Regions from separate parts of the Hordeum vulgare genome. Here region 2 is linked to region 1. Evidence: chromatin contacts called from public Hi-C data. All regions are on one chromosome and are shown on one strand. The core of a region is the stretch at or near the end of the contact, and the rest is flanking DNA. Distances in the headings are between cores, read along the strand shown.

What was found. A called contact is a pair of places that touch in the nucleus more often than the background predicts.
Region 2: a Hi-C map of seedling shows a contact between it and region 1, with 2.4 times the contacts expected there. The contact joins the promoter of LOC123401648 here to the promoter of LOC123402801 in region 1. A contact is called at or near these places in 3 of 6 Hi-C or Micro-C datasets (leaf, seedling and an unstated tissue).

Annotation. Positions count from the first base shown.
Region 1 is chr6H:557,179,204-557,186,401 of MorexV3_pseudomolecules_assembly, forward strand. LOC123402801 (lysine-specific histone demethylase 1 homolog 3) reads right to left here and starts at 1,386. Exons shown (of 8, transcript XM_045096761.1): 1 at 1-1,386. The coding sequence starts at 1,344.
Region 2 is chr6H:557,397,090-557,404,050 of MorexV3_pseudomolecules_assembly, forward strand. LOC123401648 (acyl-CoA-binding domain-containing protein 4) reads left to right here and starts at 1,658. Exons shown (of 14, transcript XM_045095490.1): 1 at 1,658-1,972; 2 at 2,519-2,596; 3 at 2,681-2,806; 4 at 2,920-2,989; 5 at 3,771-3,832; 6 at 3,903-4,042; 7 at 4,142-4,268; 8 at 4,729-4,843; 9 at 4,944-5,032; 10 at 5,173-5,256; 11 at 5,550-5,879; 12 at 5,996-6,055; 13 at 6,164-6,342. The coding sequence starts at 1,829.

The DNA of each region.
Region 1 (7,198 bases), core at 136-2,635:
CATGTCACCATGTTTACGTTTCCTAGAATTTCGTGTTAGGCGTTTCACCTTTGATGCATTCTCCATGTCCTCAAAATTGGATGGTGCTGCCACGTCAATGATATTGATTTCTTTTGCAGATGCTGCCATGTTATGAGAAGCACGTGAATCCTTTGCGGCACGGGACTCACGAACCCCATAAGCAGCTGGCTGATCTAAGCTTTCTTCTGTTGGCACAGCTGCATTTGGTTTGATATTGCCATATTTAATGTCGCCTGCACTACCTGCTTTATTGTCCAGCGAGGAATTAGACTGCACAGTGGTAGACCTTGCCAAGAGAAATTTATTTTTGCGCTGCCGCTGCTTTGACGATGCATCACTTTCTGCTATCTCAACTGGTTTATCATCGGCACTAACCTTAGGCAAGTCCTTCCTTCTAACAGGTTTCTTGGGCGCTTCTTTTGGTTTTCGACCAGGTTTCCTTTTGAGGGTTGGCGCCGGTGGCTTATCTTGAGAAAAAACTGCATCAGCCTTTGCATCCTCTGCTAAGGTTTCGGAGCATGTCCGTGCATCAGAAACACCATCAGCGGATGCATTGGCCGCACTGTGAGATGCTTTTTCAGCAGGTTCTCCTCCTGAACAAGGATTTAAGCCACGGCAGTTATCAGCCCTTGCTGGGAGTTTGACGCAATGACTTGCCGCGTCAGAAGAGTTTCTAGATCCATCCTCCACAATTCTACTGGTCTCCACGTCTTGCAGAAGCGTCTCTCCCAGCGATAAACCATCATCCGCAGCCTCTTCTTTATCCACAGCCTCTTCTTTATCCGCAGCCTCTTCTTTATCATTGGGATTCCTTTCTGAAACAGGGGGAGGCCCGGGAGCCGCCAATTCTCCAACGGGCAATCCCGCCAATTCTCCAACGGCTCGACGGGCGGCAGCCCTAGAGCACCTATCAGAATAAGCAGCCTTTGGCTTCGCCTTTGACCTCCTGGGAGACCCATCACCTGCCATTGCATTCGCATAATTCTCTGCAGCGGCGGCGGCGGCAGCCCTCATCTCCTCCATCTCCGCCTTGGTGCGCCGCCTTCGCCTCTTCTTGGTGCCCTTGGCAGCCTCGTCTGAACCCAGGCCACCAGATCCGCCATTGAGGGCCTCCTCAGCCTGCGAATCGGCAGCCTCCACACCATCTGCCTCCTCATTCTTCGAGGCCTGCTGCCGAGGCTTGCGGCCAGGCTTCCTGAAGAGCACCGACAGGGAGTCCCCCAACCCTAAATCGCCGCCGGGGACTTTCACGCCGTCCTCCCCAGGAACCACATTCGCGGGGGCCTCCAGGTCGCCGCCCTCGTCGGCGACGCCCTCGCCCATGTCCTCGACGTCGCCGCCCTCCTGCAGATCTTCCGTCCCGGCGGCGGCGGCGACGGCGACGGCCTCGCCGCCCTCGGCCGCCGCGGGGGCGTCGGCGGCGTCGTCCTCGTCCTTGCCCTTCTTCAGCCGCTTCAGCTTCTTCCGTATGTTGGCCAGGGTGTCGTCCATCGGCCCCGACGCCACGCCCGCCCGCCCGCCGCGCCGGCTAGGGTTTGGGCCTCCAGGGCACGGGGCAGGGGACGGGCTCGCGAGGCGCGGCTGTCGCGACGGGGCACGGCGACCGGGGAAGGGGGAAGGGGGAGGCGGGCGGCGGTGGGGTGGGAGGGGAGGGGAGGGGAACGGAGGCCGGTCGCCGCGCCGGAGGCCGCCGGCGGAGGTGGGTTTTGTGGCACGTTTGGTCGGTGGCCGCAGTACTATGTTGGCAGCAGTAAAGGGGGCGAATATTTTAGGCGTCTAGAAAATGGGTTTGCTGAAATACCAACGGCGGAGCTATGGTGGGAACCCTTCCCTCATCTGTCAATCCGGGCCGTCGACGGGGGTATCGACGGCCCGGATTAGACGTGTCGTTAATGCCCGGTCCCGCCTCTCGCCGCGCCTCCTCCCTCGCGCCGGAGGTGGGAGAGACGGTTTGCTGGGTAACCCTCGGACGACTAGGGTCTACGTAGGGTGTTTCGCGCCAAAACTATAAGCGCGGAGATTTGTTTTGTTTGTAAAGGCCACGTCAAAGCCTGATAATAAATAAGGGTTGCATGTGACTCGGCGGTAATGGAAGGCCGAAGGTTATAACCACGAACGGACGTCCTCGGTAGAAGACGTTACCCGACGAGCCCCAGTAACATGTCAAATTTTCGTGTGGGCCCAACGCTACATCGACGTGCTTGCTTTCTTCGTGGCACGGTCCTATGCATACATGTATGGACAATTCGCAATATTACCACAAAGAAATCCACGAGTCTCCATATCTCAGTCGTGTTTCGTTGTATCATTTATTGTTCTTTCATATAAAGCTTTGAGATTCTCACTCATTTCAAGGTATTTAGGGTGCGTTTGGTTCCTTAGCAAGAATGGTTTTAGCGTTGCTAAGCTAGGTTAGGTGTTTGGCTTCACAAATAAAATTTAGCTTTTGAAGGCCAGGTAGCCACATTGGGCAAGGAAAACCACGCTCCATAGGGAGGGTCGATTTGGCTCGCCTCCGACGGCAAAATCGGATTAGAAGCAAAAGTCTACAACTAACTCTCTGAATTGACAGAGCTAATCACACTTAACCAAACATGTACTCGTGGCAAGGGCGGCAAAGCTGAGTTGAGCTAGCTGGGCTAGCTTAGGTATAGCCTATCCTTGCAATGCAACCAAATATATCATTAGTGACTTGTGACGCGTCTGGGGCTTTTTTTTGGCAGCCAGCCGCAAAAAGACAAAGCACGGAGGATACCCTTGTCATGAGACCCTACCACATTCACTTCAATGTGATAAGCCAACAGAAGAGACATCATAGCTCTTGAATGCTCTAGAATGAGAAGTGTTCATGATTAGCGGCTTTATCGAAGCTTTGCGACCCGCACCACCACATTCATTGAGACACGATGAATGCCAACCAAAAAATATCATGCCATTTGAATGCTTCAGATTGAGAAGTGATCATAAACGCGACTTACCGAAGCTTCGCAACCCACACGACCATATTAATTGTGTCGGCATAAGTTAACAAAAGAAACATCATGGCCTTTAAAGTTTCTGAATTTGGATGTGGCCATGATGTGTGGCTTATCAAGGCTTTACGACCCCTCGGTCTATCCCGTTAGAACATAAGACTACGATAAAAAAAAATATGCAACTATTGGAGGTACATTGCATTTGCAAAATCCTAACTAGCACAATCCGAAGAGATGAAGACAAATTTACTCTACGATGCTGATTTCAAATTACGTATAACCCACATATGTAATGTATAGATAAACAAAGATAGCGAGTCTAGTTTTTTCTGCATGGGCATAAGAAATGAATAGTGAAAAGTATGAGGGGACATTGATCAAACAGGTAAATGTCTAATTAAATTTGAATTCATAAGAGCCCGACTAATAACACGAGGCATTGGATTATAGTTGTATGATGAATTAGACGTTTTGTGGAACATATTCGTGCTTCTATGTTTGAGTCCATTTTTCTTCTTCTTTTTTAAGAAAATGTCTGATTTATTTCTTTAGCAATTCATAATGTTTTAAGACTTTTTAGGGGGGACTTTATAACTCCAGGGAAACTGAAACTAAAATATTAATTTATAGCTCGCTTTACGGGCCGATCGATTTGTTTGATATTTCTAGTAAGAATTGGCTCGCGGATAGCCAAACTGCGTGTGACTGCTGGCAAATCATGAGCTCATTGTGGAGAGCTCCTATGTTGTGCCGAAAAGGATAGCCTACGCTCGCTACCTTTTTTTGCAGGCCATTGTCCAGTAGTACCACCTCCCTCTCGTGCATGCTTGTTTCCTCCCGTTCGCTGGTCTTTCTTTCGTTATGATTTTTTTTCAATTTTCATTAATAAAACTTTACGAACTTCAAAGAAAGTGCATGGATTTCAAAAAAAGTTCATTGATTTTTTAAAAAAGTTCATCGATTTTGAAGAAAAGTTAATTGTTTTTTTTAAGTTCATACTTTTGAAACAAAATCATCAATGTTAAAAAAATGGTCATCAGATTTTAAAAAGAATGTGAATTTTGAAAAAAATACAGATTTGAAAAATCTTCATCATTTTTTAAATCGCCCATTTAAAAAAATGTGGATTTGAAAAAGTTTGTTGAATTTAAGAAATGTTTGCGGGTTTTCAAGAAAAAATCCTTATTCTAAAGAAAGTTTGGAATTTCCAAAAGAAATTCCAAACTAATATTCGTGCTTCTATGTTGTATGATGAATTAGACGTTTTGTGGAACATAGTCGTGCTTCTATGTTTGAGTCCATTTTTCTTCTTCTTTTTTAAGAAAATGTCTGATTTATTTCTTTAGCAAGTCATTAATGTTTTAAGACTTTTTAGGGGGGAATTTATAACTCCAGGGAAACTGAAACTAAAATATTAATTTATAGCTCGCTTTACGGGCCGATCGATTTGTTTGATATGTCTAATAAGAATTGGCTCGCGGATAGCCAAACTGCATGTGACTGCTGGCAAATCATGGGCTCATTGTGGAGAGCTCCTATGTTGTGCCGAAAAGGATAGCCTACGCTCGCTACCTTTTTTCGCAGGCCATTGTCCAGCAGTACCACCTCCCTCTCGTGCATGCTTGTTTCCTCCCGTTCTCTGGTCTTTCTTTCGTTATGATTTTTTAAAAAATTTCACTAATAAAATGTCACGCCCAAGATGCGACCCTATCCTCAATCTGGCACGAGGGCCTCGTCAGGGATAGAAGCGCATCTCGTCGTGTCGCAAGAATGGATATCGTTACAAGTACATGTACTGAAAAGAAGAGATATATAGAATTGGCTTACACTCGCCACAAGCTACATCAGAGTCACATCAGTACATTACATAATCATCAAGAGTAAGAGCAGGGTCCGACTACGGACGAAAACAAACGACAAAAGAAGAACGACGTCCATCCTTGCTACCCCAGGCTGCCGGCCTGGAACCCATCCTAGATCGATGAAGAAGAAGAAGAAGAGGCAACTCCAAATGAACAATCAACGCGCTCGCGTCATGTAACCTTTACCTGTACCTGCAACTGGTGTTGTAGTAATCTGTGAGCCACAGGGGACTCAGCAATCTCATTTCCAAGGTATCAAGACTAGCAAAGCTTAATGGGTGAGGCACGGTTAAGTGGTGAGGTTGCAGCAGCGACTAAGCATATATTTGGTGTCTAACTTACGAGTACAAGAAATAAGAGGGGGGAAGATCTACGCATAACGGACGTGACTACAGATGAACAAAAGAATGATCCTGAACACCTACCTACGTCAGACATAACCCCGCCGTGTCCTCGATCGGAGAAGGAACTCACGAAAGAGACAGTCACGGCTACGCGCACAGTTGGCATATTTTAATTAAGTTACTTCAAGTTAACTAGAACCAGTGTTAAACAAAGCTTCCACGTTGCCACATAACCGCGGGCACGGCTTTCCGAAAGATTTAACCCTGCAGGGGTGCTCCAACTAGTCCATCACAAATTACCACAAGCCGCATAGAAGTCCTCAATCACGAAGCTCGCGATCTCGTCGGATTTCCTAGTGGAAAACCTCAACTCTGAGATTACCCAGAGCATCACCGGAATCCCGATGCACAAGATATCTCGTCAAAGGTAAAACTAATCCAGCAAGGCCGCCCGACGTGTCGACGTACCCGATAGGAGCCGCGTATCTCGTTCTCGGGACACGACGGATGGAACTAGCTACAGGTGCCAAACCTCGAGTTTCCTCGCGGTGGCCCCGCAGGCAGACCGTTTGGGACCAACACCATCAGCACTGGCCCCCCCTGTTTATGTAAAATTACTCCTCGGGTAGCGCTAACTCCCTATGCATTTCAAGTTGTCAAAAATTATTATGTTGGGCAAATGTAGAACCAAAGTTGGGCCTTGCCAGACCAGCTTTAATCTATAACGAATTATCAAGGGGGTCCCCATAACAACCCCGATCGTGTTAGGAGCACTCAATTATGGAACATAACACCGGTAGCCGAAAACTAAGGGGGCAAAGGTGGAACAAAACACCAGGCTAGAAAGGCCGAGCCTTCCACCTTTTACCAAGTATATAGGTGCATTAAATTAAATAGAATTTAATAGAGTGATATAACAAGGAACCCATGCTTTCACATGGAAGCAACTACACCTGCAACTAGCAATGCTAACAACAGGGTTAAGCAAGCAGTAACATAGCCAATCAGTGGTTTGCTAGGTTGAACAGGTTGAGGGTTTCATGGCATTGATGAGAGGCTGACTTTTAACAGGTGGTAGGCAACGAGACATAAACGATAGAAGCGATAAACTAGCATGGCAATGATAGTAATGGTATCTGGGGAAATGATCATCTTGCCTGAGATCCCGCTTGGAAGAAGAATGACTCCGTGAAGCAGACGAAGCGATGTAGTCGAACGGGTCCTCACAATCCGGCACGCTGCGGAACTCTATCGAGACGAAGCAAACCGGAAACACAATCAACACCCGATATACACCACACGATGCACAACACATATGATGCATGAGCTACTGAATACATGCAAGTCACGGCATGACAAATCACACAATCACCCTACACATTAAGTGAAGTTCAATATGCACGAGTTGCATATTGACGAAACTCCACGTTAATTATTTAGTTCACTCCCGGTTATCTACACGGCAATATTAATGTTGTCAAACATGCAAGAGGTGAAGCGGAAATTAAACTACCTATCTAGGCATTTTAAATGAGGTCGGAAATGACATATAGCACCTCCGAAACGACCTCACATGTTAATTTACAATTCTGTCCAGATCTGATCTAATGCATTTAATTGGTTGTTAAACAGCAAAACAAATAGGTTCACGTGATTCTACGCGTCAAGGCAAGCAACCTACACGTAAAGAACATCTCCAACGGAGCTACGGATCAGAAGATACAAGCACCGCAAGATATGATGGCATGAATGCGATATGTGTGCAACGACGGCTACGAGCACTTCAAAACATGCAAACAGCAAGAGCAAATGAAACTACACGAGATTCTAAGCAAGTTTCATGTAGGACGCGATCAAATCGGGGCTACGATTCGAAAACTACGAGCAAAACAAGAAAACACCACAATCTGCCTAAAACAGCTACATAGCACTTTCTACGCCTCACAACTTCGGCTACACAACTCCGATAAGCTCAAGCAAAGCACGGCACATAAGA
Region 2 (6,961 bases), core at 408-2,907, 220 kb after region 1:
GGTCAAGTAGTGGGCACTGCAACTACAGTAGAAGACATTGCTTTCTGCACGGACAATCAGATTTTAGCCCAGGCAACAGCGTCCAGAAATATTCATACCAATCCTGCGCATTAGCAGCCTCAAAATGCAGCTGCAGCATATTCTTCAGATATCAATGTCAGGCCTATCTCGACATGTAAAAGCAAACTCCCTCAGTACAAAACACTTACAGCTCGTTTGGTACCTAGGCTTTCATTTCATTTGGTTTCCAAGTCCAAATTTCTTGTTTGGCTGCCATATGGATTTCCAAAATGAAACGAATGCCATATGTTGTTTGGCTGGCAGTTTAAATTACAAATAATCAAGATGCACATTTCAGTCTATACATCCAACACATTTACATTATGATATTTTCTAAATGATCAAGGTAAAAAGGATCTGAACAATATCTGTTTCATGCATTCAAATATGTCAAAATATATTCATCTCAAGTGTAGACAAAAATAGTGACAAGAAGTCCTAAGGATCATTAAAGGCTAAAACTTGTGTTTTTCAAAAAGCAAGATCTTCGAAGTTTCAAAGCTTATGCCAAGAACGAAGTGCGGGCGTAGCAACTTGGGGTCATCAGACGCCGCTCTCGGCAGCGGGACGGACGCGGAGCGAAGCAACTGGGGGTCGGGGGGAGGGAAGGGGGAGGCGGGGAATAGGAGATGGGAAAGGAGAAGAAACGAGGGAGAGGGATCAGCGAAGGAGGGAGGGCTCGCTGGTGGCGGCGAATCGAAGCGCCATGGATGGGGATGAGGGGGATCGGGGAGACAAAGTGGTCTCAGGAAGGAGGAAAGCTACGGCAAATCCATAGGAATGACGGGGTGGAGGCAGAGATTTGGGAATAGTGTGATTCTTGGGCGGAGGGATTTGGGTGGAAATGATAATTCAATTCCAATGGTCAATTCTATGGCAGCCAAACAAGTTGAACCCGGAATTCGTAAATGAAATCCGCCCGAAATGATAGGTACCGAAGGACATGTTATATACTCCCTCCGTTCATAAATATAAGTCTTTTAACAGATCTCACTAAGAGACCACATACAGAGCAAAATGAATGAATCTGCATTCTAAAGTATGTCTATATACATCCGTATGTAGTCCCCTAATGAAACCTCTAAAAAGACTTATATTTAGGAACGGAGGGAGTATTTCTTTAGAGAGGGAGTAGTAGTAAACCAAGTAAAATTGTTGATATCATCCTTGTCATGCAAGGCCATGAAAAACCCGACCCGACCCAACCCAAAATTCACGGACCGGGACGGACCTGACTTACCTACGGGCGAGGACTGTGCCTGAGAATCAAGCCCGAAGGTTGGGTTGGGTCGGGCTCGGACCTGCGAAAACTAGTTTTTACGTCTATGTTGGGTCAGGCTGGGCTTGCATCCAGAACCTAGGCTTGACGGTCTGGCCGGGCGGGGACTGGGCCTGAGTTTTGTATCGTGGACTTTTTAGGCTCAGCCTAAAGCCCGGCCCGGCCCGGCCCAAGTTTTGGCTAGGTATACATCCAAGTCTTGTGACGTGGGTTTACGTATCTGATGGAATGCGCCTTCGCTGGGCGTTGACGTATATCCGTGGGTGGTGAGAGCTACCCGAAGAAGGGACGTGACAGGTACGCAAAGGTAGGCAGCGACGAGTCCACCTCCACCACTGCTCCGGCACTCACTGACCACTTTGCCGGGTTTAAAAACCGCACCAGATCCGACGAGCCGAGTCAATCCGCCGGCCACCGACGCGCGCCGCGGCACCCAAAGCTTCCTTCCTTCCGCCCGACCGACCCGCTCCGCGATCTCGATTCGGCGGAATGGGGGTGGGGGTGGAGGAGGAGGAGGGCGCCATCAACGGCGGCGAGGAGGGCCCCGGCCCCGGCCTCGCGGCGGCGACGCACGACCGCTGGGCCCTGCTCCCCCCCGCCCAGGGCTCCGCCCGCCCCTCCGCCCGCTACGAGGTGCGCGCGCAATTCCCACCCCGTGCTCCTCGTCTCCGGTCGATCCGCTCTGTTATCCCGCTCTGAAGTCTGATCCGCCCGCCGGCTCGAGCCGCAGCCGTTAGCGCGCGCGTGCGTGTGTAGGGGCGTCGGGATCGAAGATTGGGATGCGAAATGCGACGTCCGCTGCCGTTCATCTGAATCTGAATCCGCGGGGCCGATGGAGGCAGTGGTTTTCGTCGCAGCAGACACGACGTGGCCACCGCTTGGTCGTTTTCCGTCCATTCTTCTGCCCCGTTGTCGCCGCTAGCTGATCGAGATCGCCGAGTTTATCGGGATAGGAAGTGCAACTCTACTGAAGTTGCCGCCGCTGCCGCTGTTGTTGCACTGTGATCTAAGTATTTTTTTAACACGGCGAAAGCATGCTTATCAAGCCTTTAAACGAAATGCACGCCAAGGATCGTATGGCTGGACGTTCCGTTCCAGTGTTCCTTGGTGCTGTGCGACTTCCTTGCATTGCGTTTTGTTTATTCTGTGATGACTACTGATGTGCTAGATACATGGCAGCATGCCGCGGAGGTGGTTCAAGACAAGCTGTATGTGGTCGGGGGAAGCCGGAATGGGCGTTCTCTGTCGGATGTTCAGGTTCGACACTCATGCATGTTAGCTCATCATGCTCCCTGCTCCTTCATTACCTGAAGCATACCCTAACAGCTGCAATTGTGGCAGGTTTTTGATTTCAGGACATCCAAGTGGTCAGCGTTACTGTTAAGTCCTAGTCGGGATTCAAACCAGCTGAATCTTGAAAATAATGCCGGAAACCAGCCGTTCCCAGCATTAGCAGGCCATAGTATGGTAATGATAGCAACTTCCATTTCTGTGGAAATTTAACTAACTTTTCCTAAGCTTCGTTAGAACTTTCAAGCGAGAGAGTCTCGTCTTGTATGCTGACTAGTGTTTTCATTCAGGTCAAGTGGAGGAATATGCTTCTGGTTGTAGCTGGGAACTCCAGAGCATCAACGTCGAATAAAGTTTCAGGTGCTTCTTTGGATTTCCCTCTTTCTTGGTTCATACTAAAACTCTGAGCACCAAAATTTTGGGTCATGGCTTTGCTTAAACATATGTTGTAATAGTTCAACCATCACTTTATGGTCCCGCACCACCACAAAAAACCATGACATATTTGTTGGTGCCCCTAAATGTTGTAAGTCTCATTCACTATCATAGAGTTGTTCTACTGATGTGTGCACATATTTCACTTTAAGGTGAATTATTTCTTAGTTTTTGTCAGTCCATATATATCTGACCCAATTTCAGATTTATAAAATAAGCAGTACTACAGGGATAGTTTTCAGTTACCGTTTGTGGTATTATAATGGATGCATTTTTTTTTCATTTCCTTGTGCTGTTTACATACTGATTAACCATGTGTTGAACTTCTGGTGAATCAACATGCTTCATCTCAACTTCACAAGTTACATTTTCCCCAAATCCCAAAAATTGCCTCTTTCCAGTTTCCATTGCCTTTGGCATGGCAGCTCTGTGTAGCAAAGCCCACGACCATGAGTATTCACCCACTGTATCCGAAGGGGTATCGGCATGTTCCCCATAATGAAATAGCTCACTGTTTGTGATTATCACCTCTGTTTTTCTCAATGAAAAGGCAACACTCCTGTCGGTTGGTTGACAAAGAATGTTGCCTCTTTCAAACACCTAATATATTTTAACACAATGATACATTGCCTCTTCATGTTTTTGAGTGAACTTCCAGATGACTTTACAAGTACTAGAACTGATTGCCCTGTATTTCTCCCTGCAGTTTGGTTTATCGATCTGGAAACAGATAGCTGGTCTGCTGTTGATACGTACGGAAAAGTCCCAGTAAGAATCTTTTCTTTCCTGTTATACATTTATTTACTGGAGAGCATGTTCTGAATCCTCCCTCCATCAGATGGCTCGTGGTGGGCAATCTGTAACACTAGTCGGTTCTCGATTAATTATGTTTGGTGGGGAGGATAATAAGAGGAGGCTTCTGAGCGATCTTCATGTACTTGACTTGGAGACAATGATTTGGGAAGAAGTTAAAACAGAGTAAGAGTTTACTTACTAGTTATGCTAAATATCTCTTAATGTATTTCTAACAACTTGCTGAATGCTGAATTCATCGTTCTCTTTGTTATTGTGAAACAGAAAAGGTGGCCCAGCTCCTAGGTATGATCATTCGGCTGCTGTTTATGCAGACCATTATCTTTTAATCTTTGGCGGTTCATCTCACTCCACATGCTTCAATGATCTGTACTTACTTGACTTGCAAACTGTAAGCACTGAATGCTCTTATGTATTTTACTATAAAAGTACACTTGTGAATCAGATTACATTTTTAAAATCTTCAAAGCCAGAGTTTATTTGATAAATTAGCTGATATTTAGTTGTTCTTTGTAAAGTCATTAAAGATCGTCAAAGTTTTCCACATTAGTAGTTCTAGGTTGTAGTAGGACTTGCAAGTTCAAAATTTTATCAAGTTAAAATAATAACTGCAGGGATGAACTGTTCCAATCAAATGACTAGGATCCAACTCCAGTCCACTATCACTAACTGTAACTAGTACACATCAATACATCATAAGATGACACGCAGATATGTTTTGCAAATTATGTTGTACTGTACAGTGTACACAGAAGGGATACCTTGGAGGGCTTTTCCTTCAAAAAAACAAGTTTAACACGACTTTAGGAGTCAACTGATAAGTTTGTGTAAATAATGTTTAATTGTAACAGCTGGAGTGGTCTCAACCTGACACTCAAGGTGCACATATAACTCCTAGGAGTGGCCATGCTGGTATGATGATTGACGGAAATTGGTACATAGTTGGTGGTGGAGATAATGCAAGTGGTAATGCCTGAATACATGACACTGTATTTATGTGTTTTTATTAAATTCCTTTTGCGTTGTTCTTTCAGCTCCAGTATCTAAGGAAATTTACATGCTTTAGGTTCCACTGATACAATCGTAATGAACGCTTCCAAGTTTGTCTGGTCTGTCGTCACTAGTGTGTCAGTTCGAGATCCACTTGCTTGTGAGGTAAGCAGTAATTGCACATTATGTTCAGTCATAAAGATTGGTCATACAAATTCATGTTCTAGGAAGTGCATAACTATGAATATTTAGAGCTCGAGCTTCCCACCATGTGGCGAATCATGACTCTTTAACATATTTTCCAGGGTCTCACTCTTTGTTCAACCACAGTTGACGGCGAAAAGTTTTTAATTGCCTTTGGCGGTTACAATGGGAAGTATAACAATGAGGTATTCGCTTTGAGCAAATAACTACTACACATAGTATTTTGTTCAAAATGATCCATCTGTAGAATTTTCTCTTTTGATGGCTGTTGTCATGCCCTTGTCTCTATGTATGGTGCCACTAGTTGGCGTTTTTCGGTTTAGGGTGAAGTTATATATTCTTCATTTTCCCTTTTCAGTGCTCTTTGTTTCCATTAGCAATTTTTTAGTGCTCTTTGTTTCTGTTAGCAATTTTTAGTGCGGTTTGTTTCTGTTAGGCATATTCTCAACGCCTAATGAAAGTGATGACACCACTGCAGATCTTTGTGATGAAACCCAAGCCTAGAAACTTTGTGCAACCTCGGCTTTTCCAATCTCCAGCAGCCGCTGCCGCTGCAGCTTCTGTGAAAGCTGCCTATGCTGTAATAACTGCTACTGATGAGAAAACTAAAGATATTGTTGCTACTGATGATTTGGATGTGAAGAGAGCTGAATCTGGAAGTTCTTCCAAACAAATGGTTGCTGAAATTGATGCACTTAATGGGGAGAAAGGAGAACTAGAGTCTCGACTAGCGGAAATTCGTGCAGAAAACTCAAAGCTTAAGGATAAACTAGATACTGTGAAGTTATCCTACAGTGAATTAACAAAGGTAAACTGTCATTCCATTTGTTTCTTTGAGAGTGCAAACTGTCTTTCCATACTGCAAAAGGAAATTCCTGATTCACCATAATAAGTTCCCACCGTTGTTTCCTTTTTCTTTTGAAGGAACTTCGATCAGTTGAGAATCAGCTAGCTGCTGAGGGTTCAAGATGTCAGAAACTGGAGGTTCTGAACTTGCACACTATAATTAGTTCTGAGCATGGACACTTGTATTTTCAACTCTCCTTTTTATGCTGCTGATTGCTTACTTCTTCTTTTTTCTGGTCAATTCAGTCCCAAATTGCTGCTGCGCATAAAAGGTTGGAGTCTGCTAGTTCTCTGGAGAATGAATTGGAAGCCTTGCAGCAACAAATGTCTCAGGCTGAACAAACCATGACGACTTCTCAGAGACGGAAATCTGGGGGCGTATGGAAGTGGGTGGGAGGAACTGCAGAGGTCTCCGACAATGAATAGTAAGTCTTATGTGCAACATGCTGGAATGGAACAATGTCTGATGTACTTATGTGTTACCGTGTTAAGCTATTGTCAAAGTTTCATGGTTATCATTTTGCATAACCTTATTGGTAGAGGTTGATGTGATGCCTGTTTTCAAGGATACAATGCATGGTGCTGGTTTCAGGTCATACTATTATGGAAGCAAATAGGTAAATGTGTAATGTCGGATGATCTGTGAAACAATCATTAAAGGGTGATTGTCTACATTTCTGTGTGTCATCACGCTGCTTTATGAAAAGAGAATCTGAAAACAAACCTTCCTGAACAAAATGTTACTGCACATATGTGCAACTCACATGATGAAATCTTGTGGCCTAGTTTAGATTATGCTCGCAGAAGAAACAGCAAAAGCTGTCGCTCGAAATCCTGGAGGCAGAGAAATGTAAATGTATGATAAAGCTGCATTCTGTTTCATGTATTTAACTCGCGTTATACTGATTTACCTCTGCTCAACTTACAAGAGTGTGTGTAACTTGTTAAGCATTATATGTCAGGTCCACCAAGACAAGCTTGATTTCCCTAAACTAGAGTCCATACAAGCCATCAGTTCTCTTTTTACTGGCCACCTTTCAACTT